Linked DNA regions of Danio rerio: region 1 is linked to region 2. Evidence: chromatin contacts called from public Micro-C data. All regions are on one chromosome and are shown on one strand. The core of a region is the stretch at or near the end of the contact, and the rest is flanking DNA. Distances in the headings are between cores, read along the strand shown.

Region 1 (2,700 bases), core at 149-2,648, 120 kb before region 2:
AAATATTTCAGATTCTCATTTAACATGTTTTCTTGTTTGTTTGTTTTTCCAATATAACTAAAATCAAGTGTAGTAGTGCAACAGGATTATGTTTGATTTGATTTGTTTTGTAAACCAACTGTGCTGTGTGTAATAGTCATTCTTTAAATTGCTTTAACAGTCATTATTTAAAACAGTAAAAATATGTTCAGCCATTTGGTAGAGCGGCATGTCCACATTATTGTTATAGATTATCAGTAGCAGGGTATCATTATGCTGACCCCCACTCTCTCTCTCCAAGGCCCCTGTTACTCAGATCCACCCCCTGCCCAACACCCTTAGGTTAAAACCTGTCTGTCTTATTTATTGATTGGTTAATAGCTACTGTAGGTGTGTTGATTCATCAAAAACAACTATTACATAGCCAGCTCATTACAATCATTCGTTTGGAACTAATGGAACTACTCTGGTTGCGCTGAATGCTGTTAGAGTCGACTCATGAGAATTATTTGTTTGACATTCGGACGTGCGTTAGATTTAGCGCAGGGAACTCTTTTGTGTTAGGGTAGTAGAAAAAAGAAAAGTCTCGAACTTCGTTTAGTTCTGTTGGCTGGCACTAAACCGCTTCACACCCAACTAAGCACACATTTTTTCCTCTGTATATTTTGCATCGAAATGAACTTTCCACCTAAGCCTTACCCTTCAAAATGAGTTTGTCAATATCCCTGTCCATTCCCTGGAAGTAGCATTTCCTCCATAGTCCCGAATAGGTGGAGAAAAGCGGGCGCCCGCACTCCGTCTCCAAAATGCCCATGCCCAAAATCGCCCTCCAGTTCTCCAACAGTTCCTCCTCTCGACTCCCAACGTGAATGGGCTTCATGAGCGCCAGGTTGCGCTTCGCGTTCCCGCTGTCCACCAGAGGCAGGTGATAGATGGGCATCTCCCTGTTCTTCTGGTCGTTGGACTCGGACCCGTACTGGTCGCAGTTCTCCTTGTGTCTCCTGGTGTCGGTCTCGTACCAGTGATCGGTGAAGATCGCAGTGACCAGCAGCATGAGCGCGAGCAGGCTCATGGACAAGCTGATCGCCGTTACAAGAGCCCGTTTCTCCATGTCTCCAACATCCGCGCAACTCACTCAGTCATCTCTCACGCGAAGCGGACTTTCCTCGCCGTTTCCTGGGACAATGCACCGCTTTGGGCAGCGATCTGTCATTACAGGTGGATGAGCGGAGTGTGTCTGCGCGTGCGGTGCCGTGGGCATCTATATGGGGATGCGCGATGGCCGTGCGTGCGTGTTTACCTGCACTGCCTTCGGCGTCTGTGCATCTTCTTTTAGCCGCAGTGTAGCCGCTTGTCCGTCTTTAACTCCTTCCCGAGGAGGTTTTGCATCCACGCAGAACAAAATTTCTCCGTACAACTGAACGCGCGTGTGGGAATGTCAAGGTTGTCGCGCGCCTACTGTGCCAACAATAGCTAAGGGTGTGTCAAGGAGACAGGCGAGCGCGCGACTGAACTGTTATGATGGTGATGATGATGATGATGGTGGTGGTGACTACAGTTTGGCTAGCCAAGCATAAATGCAGCAGAAGACCGTTATGCAAAGAGGGGGAAACAATTTATGTACTTAGACTTTGAAATATACTAAATAAAGGTTTAGCAGTATATTATCGTGCACTAAGGTAATTATTGGGCAGTGTCTGATTTAATAAATATCTATTAATATCTAACTTAGATTCATGTATTTTCTAAAATTTAAAGTTTGATTATTTTTATATGTTGAATTCACGTCAATGTTCACACATGAATTATTAAATTTTATTTCACAGATATGATGTTTGGGTATTTTTTTCTTCTCACAGATATGGTATTTGGGTAATTAAAAAAAAATTGTAAGAAAATAGCAAGGTCAAAATATGATTTATATAGGCTCTATACATTTTATTAAATGAAATGTACAAAAAATTTAACAACTATTTCGAGACTAATCAACAATTGAGTACAAATAACTTCGATATAAACAAAACTGTTATTTCATATTTGCATATGAACATGTTTTAAAGGGCACCTATTTTACCCCTTTTTCAAAGTCTTTTGTGTCTTCAGAATGTCTCTGTAAAGTTTCAGCTCAAAGTACTCATCAAATTATTCATTATACCTTTAAGAATATTGGAGTTTTCTGCTCTGAACACAATGTTGCTGTTTTTGTTGCCTGTGCCTTTAATGCTGGTTCTCCCCGCCCAACCTTCCCACGTGACTGTCAGAGTGTGCCTCAGTCTCCGGCTGTGTCAGATAACCAGATAACCAGTTATTAATTATTTGATGTATCTGTTGTGGAGTTTATTCAAGCCTTTCTGCAATGATGAGTCAGACACAATGTCATTACAATGTTCATGCACAAACACACACACACACACACACACCGAACACACAGCGCACGTTTAACTTTGCATGGGAGGGAGTTGGATCCTATTTTAATGTAAGAAATTTTTTAAAAAGAGACTTATTGTCCATCTATCTATCTATCTATCTATCTATCTATCTATCTATCTATCTATCTATCTATCTATCTATCTATCTATCTATCTATCTATCTATCTATCTATCTATCTATCTATCTATCTATCTATCTATCTATCTATCTATCTATCTATCTATCTATCTATCTATCTATCTATATCTGTCTGTCTATCACAAACAGACATACAAAAATAGAGGAGCAGA
Region 2 (2,700 bases), core at 38-2,537:
CAATAAGAATCTAAATTATGGAGAAAAAGAAGTTCTGCAATACATTGTATAGAGTATATGGCTGTAGGTAGTATTAAAAAATTGTAAATAAAAAAATTAATATTTATTTATTTATTTATTATCTGGCTGAGCTGAAGCTTGATCTCTTTCAGGACTTATTTTTTTATTAGAAGTGTTCTGCAATTAACAATGCACTTTATAACATACACCTGCATTTAACTTTATAAAAAACACAGCAAAATAATATTTTAGGATAGTGTTATCTGAGAACTTCCTGGCTTTACATGATGTATTTACAGATTAGTGAAAGTTTAAAGTAAGATGTTTGCTACTTGTGTATTTGTCTTAAGTAAAATCACTGTCCATTGAGACTATCCCTTTTCTTTTTCTTCAATGCATTCAAAAAAGTCTAATCTAAACAGTAACTCACATTACATTTTCAAAAAAGTGACTCAAATATTATTACTTATTTTTTACCTGGAAAAGTAATATACTGTAATTACGTGACTCAAGTTACTTGTAATGCGTTACCACAACACTCTATTATATATTATAACATTATTTATTTTGGATAAATTGCACTTTGCCATCAAGCCAAATACACCGTTGTCAGTGTTTTATCACAGAACATTTATTTGAGATTTTAGAAAATGAAACACATCGATACTAGTTCCAGCAAATCAAGCAATTCATAGCTTGTCAAATACACACTGAAGTCTGTGGAGACCTAACTTAACCTGCTGGCATGCTTTATTTACATTTACACATGGAGTATGTAAGCCAATTTTATTTATATTACACATTTTATACACAATGGTAATTCAAAGTGCTTTAAATAAAATAATTAAAAGCGGAGTATAAAAAAGAATTAAAGTGCATTAAAAGGGATAAATAGAGAAAGATACATGAATATTTCAATCTGTCGGACATACAGCACTTTGCTTAGTAAAAGTCCTCGTTGTGTAGATCAGTTCAAACTGGAAATGTATTATTGGCCACATCTAAAAACAACGAACGAGTAACGAATCAGATTGGAGCTCTAAGCAATGCATTGTGAGTGCCAATGCTGCACAGCAATTAAAAAAAATGTCAATCTCCTCTAAATTTAATGACATTTCTTTGATTTCGTTAAATCCTTCGATCACAAGATACTGGAGGGTCTGCCCTGTAATAACGCTTAAACCCCTGCCCTAAACCCATTTCCAGACCATCCTAGTGTTCGTGCCTCTAGTTAGTCGCTAGTGAGATCACATGCCATTCTTTTCTCTCGCCCTCTTGAAGAGAAGCGGTGTTGGCATGTGAAATGTCATACGCCCTCTTGAAGACATCATAAAACACCCACTCCACCCCTGTCATCTTTCCCTTGTCAGATCTTTGTTCTGCTGTCAGTCATTGTCACAGTCGTGTTTTTTGATTCACACGCTTGACTAGCTTCTATTGTGTCTTAGTGTGCAAATCACAACAGTAGCTTAGGAAACAATGCTGATAATGCTGACCTTCTAATGTAATTGCAGGCATAAAGCACACTTCCTTAGGTGTGTGTCCCCCCTGTATACCTGTTTAAAATATCTTTTAAGCTTTCTTAACAAAACCTTGTGACTGAACTGTGCATATATGCTTTCTTATTTGCAGGTAATGGAATAAGCCCATCTGAACACTCTGCGTCAACAGAGAGACAGTCCACGATGCCCCCTGCTGTTCCTGTACCAAAGGACAAGAAAGATTTTCCAGTATTGCTTCATTTTAGTCAATACAATTAGTGAACTGCAATGCTATTTTCTTGTAATTGTGTGTGTGTGTGTGTGTGTGTGTGTGTGTGTGTGTGTGTGTGTGTGTGTGTGTGTGTGTGTGTGTGTGTGTGTGTGTGTGTGTGTGTGTGTGTGTGTGTGTGTGTTTAAATATTTGTATTTAATTAGTTATTTAATTTCACAGTTATACTTAATATTGTTTATTATAATAAGTATTAGGCAGATAAAGTAAATCCGAAATATGCATTATACTGCTGTTAAGTACTAATATTAAAATATTAGTAACAAAATTAATTTTATTTAATAAAGAGTGAAATATTATTATATGCATATTTGCACATTTTATATAATTATCTTATTTTTTTAGTTTTGTATTATTTATTTATTATTTATTTACTTATTATTGTGTATCATGTTGATTACAAGGTATATAAAGTAAATATTAAATATGTGTTACATATTTCAATTTCTATTAATATTGCATATAATTCTATGTAGTAATAATAGTAAAATTGTACAAAATAAATTTTATTTAATAAAAAGTGAAACATTTAATTGTATGCATATTTGAAAATGCATTTTATATAAGTAAATTATATGATTTTTCATTTTACAAAAATATTTTAAGTAGTAATTTAATTTCAGTTATTTTTGTGTTTTATATTATTTATAAGGTATATAAAGTAAATTTTAAATATATGTAACATTATTATTGCCGTTGACATCGTATATAATTCTATATATTAATAATAGTAAAAAAGTAGTAAAAATGTAATTTTATTTAATAAAAAGTGAAATATTATATTTGTTTAATTATATTCATATTTGCACTGCATTTTTATATAATCTTATTCTTTTCTGTTTTTTCATTATTTTACTGAAATGTTTTTAAGTTGTCATTTAAATTCACAAATCTTATTATTGTGCATTGTATTGTGATTATAAGGTATAT

Evidence for each region. A called contact is a pair of places that touch in the nucleus more often than the background predicts.
Region 1: a Micro-C map of caudal fin shows a contact between it and region 2, with 4 times the contacts expected there. The contact joins the promoter of tmem178a here to the enhancer-like site in region 2. A contact is called at or near these places in 2 of 18 Hi-C or Micro-C datasets (caudal fin and an unstated tissue).

What each region holds. Positions count from the first base shown.
Region 1 is chr11:32,749,001-32,751,700 of GRCz12tu, reverse strand. tmem178a (transmembrane protein 178a) reads right to left here and starts at 1,398. Exons shown (of 4, transcript NM_001076640.1): 1 at 679-1,398. The coding sequence starts at 1,090.
Region 2 is chr11:32,627,673-32,630,372 of GRCz12tu, reverse strand. It overlaps map4k3a (mitogen-activated protein kinase kinase kinase kinase 3a), which reads left to right. Exons shown (of 33, transcript XM_073916889.1): 20 at 1,633-1,730. Among named protein-coding and RNA genes, the nearest start is that of pecr, 28 kb to the right of the region's middle. Within about 2 kb of position 1,287, at least 2 of the 62 cell types and tissues checked have an H3K27ac peak or open chromatin away from gene starts, as enhancers often do. A contact at or near this core is called in caudal fin, where this site is marked.